2 separate regions of the Mus musculus genome follow, and region 2 is linked to region 1. Evidence: chromatin contacts called from public HiChIP or PLAC-seq data. All regions are on one chromosome and are shown on one strand. The core of a region is the stretch at or near the end of the contact, and the rest is flanking DNA. Distances in the headings are between cores, read along the strand shown. Region 1 has its middle 5.2 kb from the start of Gm23298. Region 2 overlaps Smoc1 (SPARC related modular calcium binding 1).

Region 1 (2,700 bases), core at 65-2,564:
GGGGGTAGCCTTTGAGGTCCTATGTTCGAGCTCCACACAGTGGGGAAAAGGCCCTCTTCCTAGACACCTTCAAATCAAGATGTGGAACTTTCAGCTCCTCCTCCAGCACCATGCCTGCCTGGAAGCTGCCATGAGTCCTGCCATGATGATAACGAACCGAACCCCTAAAACTGCAAGCCAACCCCAATTAAATGTTTTCCTTATAAGAGTTGCCTAGGTCATGGTGTCTCTTCACAGAAATAAAACCCTAACTAAGACAGGGACCACACCTAGCCATAGCATAATGTAAAATGTGTTTAGTCCAACTTCAAATGTACATAGTTTATCACAGTTTCAACAATGTCTACAAGTTCAAAGTCTTTTCACACAGTCGCTTAACTGAAATCCCCTATAAAATAAAAATTAAAAAGCAATCATGTACTTCCAACATCACAGGATATACATTACCATTTCAAAACATTATTGAGAGGAAATACTAGACAAAAGGAAGACCAAAAACCCAACTGGGCACACTTCAAACTGCATGTCCATGTCTGATGTCCAACTCCTCTCCGCTTTGTTGACTGCAACATAAATATTTCTCTTTCTCTACTCTATATTAGTACTTTTCCTTGGTAGGCATTCCATGGCTCTGGCATCTCTAATGTCTTGGGGTCTCCAAGGCAGCTTCAACTTCACAGCTTCTTGTTCTAGTGTCTGAGATCCATACATGATCTTCTGAGCTACTCCAAAGGGCTCTGGTTAACTCCACTCCACTGCTGCTGATGTTCTTGGTGATCATCCCATGGCATTGGCATCTTCAATACTCTGAGGTCTTCCACTGTGACTAGGCTTCACCAATACCCTCTCATAGGCTCTCTTCATGGTGCCAACTCTCAACTTCTTTGCATAACTCCTTCAGTCTTGGGCCATCAACTGCAACTGAGGCTGCTCCTTTACCTATAGCCTTTGTAGGCTTATTAAAAAAAAAACCTACTTTAAATGCTTTAACTTCCCTTCTAGCCCACCACCCACCAGAGGGAGTGGAAAGGAAAGGTTAATAGGGCAAAGGAGAATGTGGACCTGTTTAGAAATACTTCTTTGAAGTGAATCCAGTCTGCGTTTCAGGATATCAGTAGTTCAGTTCACATGAATCAGCAGCAGTAGCTCAATCCACTCACAAACAACATTCACAAATCAGCAATGGCAGTTTGATCCAGAAGAAACCACAAGTCCAATTGGCCCGAGTCCACGGAAGCAGCAAGAAGCCGCTGGAACAGCACAGGAAGTTCTTTGGTGTGTTTCTTGCAACAAAGTCACAACAAACAATGACCAGCAAAGAGTGGCAAGGCGAATCAATATTACACTGTCTATTGGGTTATATTTATACCCTTTGCAGACACCACATGTTATCTCAAGCATCTGCTCTTGCAAAACATTATATACCCTTTCCTAGACTGCTTCCAGAAAAGCACCATGTGTCTGTTCTCAGCAACACATCCTCAACATGTCTGCTTCAGCAAAATATCCTCTCATAAGACACTTTACAGAAAAACATCACATGACACAATTGAGTCTCCAAAGAAACCAGAAATTTCCACGTTAAGCCTTTCCTGGCCTCTTTCAGTGCTAAGTCTCAACTGTACTCTGTGACCCCTTCATGCCTTCCAAACCAGTACCTCCTGGGTGACTCTTACACATTACCAAATCCAGCTGCAGCACAAGGTACAACCTTGGTTATCTCTGAAACAGTTTCTTTGTGCTCTCAGAAAACACTTTCCAGAAGATTTCACCTCAGTGATGCTGGTCTCTTCTTAATCACCACTAGTTTCTCTTAGCTCCAGATAACCAGCATCAATTGTCCCAGTAGTCCCTTCTACTCTTGACTCTAAAGCCAGAGCTATATGGCTGAAGCTGCCAAGTTCTGCTGCTTTCAGGAGCTGGAACATGGGCCCCTCATTCTACTACACCTTTCACTGCCTAGGCTTGGCTGTCCTGGAACTTGCCCTGATCTTAAACTCAGACATCTGCATGCCTCTGTCTCCTGAGTACTAGGACTAAAGGCATGTACCACCACGCCTGAACTTAAGCTTGTTGTAACCACTATGCTCAAAAAGCCTATGTATTCCAGCCTCAAGATATGGATCACAGGTGTGCCCTACATTTCTGGATTTTAGTTTATTCCATATATAGTCAAGTTAACAATCTAGAATAGCCATCACAATTTATCCCTTCTCAATTTGATACACAATCATATCTCCTTATGTTCAACTGAAAATAGCAACCAGGTCATAATAATGCCTACATATAACTATCCCTTGTTCAACTGCCAACACATAAACAATAAGCTTAGCCAGCTGGGACCTTGCCCTGAGGCTACCACATCCTTAATCTGTTTATCTCCTTGAACACAGGATCAGCTCCATTCTACTTCCTGGTGCCACTTTGTTACTTGAACTGTACATTTTGTATTTTTCCTTCCTAAGCTTGCTTTGTTTGATCAAAACAATCCTTGTAAGAGTGAACCACAGGACAGAGTCTAAACTAGGTTTTGAGAGTTCCTTTGCCAATGTAATTAATTTAAATATCTTCACCTTAGCCTCAGGCAAACTCTTTGGACAAGGGCAAAAGGCAGTCACATTCCTCACCAAAATATCCCAAGAATGATCACTAGAAAACATATTAAAACTCTTCTCCTCTGCAATCTCTTGAGCCAAGTCC
Region 2 (2,700 bases), core at 104-2,603, 280 kb before region 1:
ATTTCTCTCTATAGTCCAGGCTGAGCTTGAACTCAAATTGAATAGATGAGGCAGGCACCAATCGAAGAGAGAATAAACAAATTTTCTTCACTTTCCTTTCCCACTGTGGTATTGGAACCCACGCAGGACGCCTCTTTGAATCCCCTCAGCTGTTAGCTAAGAAGGGTTTTAATGGCTATTTATAACCTTCTTGGTTCTGGGTCTCCGAGTCCTGTAATGTCAGAGGTGGAAGGAACCTTAGTTCCTTCGCTTGCCAAATCTGGAGGCAAAGGCTCAGAGTGACTTACACAAGGTCCAAGACCTGGTTTGATAACACCCTCCCCTGTGCACAGGTCCTGATGCTCCCTCAGGACCTGATCCTGAAGGGAGAACATACTAGGAGCCGGGCCAGTTCCCTGTGCCTCTGAACATCGTTGGACCGAACCAGAAGATGGTATTAAGACAACATCTATGCTACATCTCTGCCTCCCAGGGGGCGGGGGGTTGGAGATTGTCTCCTGCTAAGTCCAGGATTACCTATGGATCCTATGATGACACAGCTCAGCCTCTCCCAATATTCCTTATGACCAAGAAAGACAAACTAAGGGTAGATGTTGGTATATCTAAGTTTGCAGGTGAGATCACAAATCCAGGAAGATAAGAGGAGCAGACCTAAGGCAGGCAGGTGAGCAAGGGCAGAGCCAGGCTGCCCAACCTCAGAGTCTACATTTACTCTGCTCCACTCCGCAGGTGCTGCCCTCAGGAGTAAACATGGAGATCCGTACATGGAAGAAGAAGGCCTATGGTGGCCCTGGCTCTGCTTCATCAGCTAAGAGCCAGAAAACAAAATGAAGAGACAGGAGCGCAACCCTGTACCTCAGCAAACCTATATAACAGGAGTGATATTATCCCCATTTAATGTGGCTAAAAACCCAGGATGGCACAGCATTCATGGGAGGAAGTAAACTCATTGCTGCTGTCATCCGCTGGACCCCGAGCTCCTGATCCTCAGAGGGAGAGGAGAAGACTGAGCCCAAGGAAAAGCTGGCGCTTCTGAGACACTGAGCCTCTCTCTGGTCCTCTGCTGCTTGCTGTACAGGGTAGAGACAGCAACCCTGACAAACTTGCTTTATGACTTGGAAAAGAACAATTACCGAGGCCCGGGCCTCCAAATGTCTGGCTTGCCATGCTGGTCAAAGGATTCAGCTCTCCAGTGAGAGTCATGGAAGACAAAAGAAGGGGTGCTCCTGTGGCATCTCCAGAAGTCGGGCCCCTCAAACCCAAAACTACACAGCCCAAGTCCCACATCTTCCCACTCACTTTGGGCCCCCATCTGGCATGCAAGTCCCTCTCAGGCCACCAGAGGGCACCACATAATACCAGATGACCTGTGCCTGAGCTCTCATATACCATCTTGCTTTCTGCCATTTGGAGCAAAGTGAGACCTTGAGGCTGCCAGCAAGCAGCACCTCTATCCCATGGGTATATTCCTCTGCTACTGATAGCTTTTGTGTGATCGCTGTGCATCTGGACTCTGTCCCGCCCATCACCTACTCTAAACTGTTAACTTCTCACTCCAAATCTCCAAGGTAGATACTACTACCTCCATTCGGCTGAGGAGGACATTGAAATCCAGAGAGGTGAGGAACCTTGTCAAATTACAGGGTTAGAACTGACAGAGCTTAACAGTCAGGTCTATCTGACTTCAGGGTCTCTGGTCATACCTGCATCCCTATTTCTGTCTAGACAGTTGTCCTCACCCCTCCCCTAGGTTTCTTCATAGTCCTCCATTCTCCTGCTAGCACCATATGCCTAGAAACAGACATCCTTGTCAGGGCACTGGCCACACAGCTCCCCACAGGTTCTATCTCTCTCCTCACAGAGTCCCAAAGTTACATCTGTGCCCCATTGCCCAGTATTTCTCTCTGGCCACTCTCTTGGCTTCCCCAGGCAATAAGTCTGGCCTGCTCACAAGAGACATTGTTCTTCACTCTAGGGTCATCCTCACGGAGGGCAAGGAAGCTAAACTATGAAGTCCTACTGATAAGGCAAGCAATGGCAGCACTGCTGCCCCATGCGTGCAAAGCACTGCTCCTCTGCTTAAACCAGACTCTAAAACATAGAACAACAGAAGGCTTTGGGCTCTAGGATCAGTGTGTTGTCTGGACAGAGGGATGGAAAGAAGAGTCCCATCGTACTCTCTATGGACTTGCCATCTACACAGGCAACCTCAACTCTAACTCATAACCTCTCTTCCTCCTACGTTTTACTTCACCACATTCCAACACACACACACACACACAGAGCATGTGCATGCATGTATAGTCATGCATACATAGATACATTTTAAGTCGGGCATAAAGGGCTGAGGAGATGGCCCAGCACTTAAGATCACTTGCTGCCATTGCAGAGAACCCAGGTTCAGTTCCCAGCATCCACATGGTGGCTCACAACTATCTGTAATTCCAGTTCCAACAGGCCCTCTTCTGGCCTCTGCAGGCACCAGGCACATACTTGGTGCACATAACGTAAATGGAGAGAAGCACTCATACACACACAAAAATAATTTTTAAAAACGGGCATAGATAAACACACGTGTGTACACACAGAGATAGAGATGCTGTCAGACAGGTACCCATGCAGGCATGCTCACAGCAATATGCTGAAGAGATGCATGCACAGATGCAGGCAGACCTGTCGCAGTCACATTTGCAGACACAG

The links. HiChIP or PLAC-seq counts read pairs in DNA pulled down with a chosen protein or histone mark.
Region 2: an H3K27ac HiChIP or PLAC-seq map of hepatocytes shows a contact between it and region 1, with 2.6 times the contacts expected there. The contact joins two enhancer-like sites. A contact is called at or near these places in 1 of 39 promoter capture datasets (liver), 4 of 484 Hi-C or Micro-C datasets (B cells, embryonic stem cells and liver) and 1 of 115 datasets of contacts at active chromatin or transcription factors (hepatocytes).

What each region holds. Positions count from the first base shown.
Region 1 is chr12:80,904,900-80,907,599 of GRCm38.p6, reverse strand. No RefSeq gene overlaps it. Among named protein-coding and RNA genes, the nearest start is that of Gm23298, 5.2 kb to the left of the region's middle. Within about 2 kb of position 1,314, at least 4 of the 459 cell types and tissues checked have an H3K27ac peak or open chromatin away from gene starts, as enhancers often do. A contact at or near this core is called in hepatocytes, where this site is marked.
Region 2 is chr12:81,180,939-81,183,638 of GRCm38.p6, reverse strand. All of the region lies in intron 11 of Smoc1 (SPARC related modular calcium binding 1), which reads right to left. Among named protein-coding and RNA genes, the nearest start is that of Mir3067, 16 kb to the right of the region's middle. Within about 2 kb of position 1,353, at least 10 of the 459 cell types and tissues checked have an H3K27ac peak or open chromatin away from gene starts, as enhancers often do. A contact at or near this core is called in hepatocytes, where this site is marked.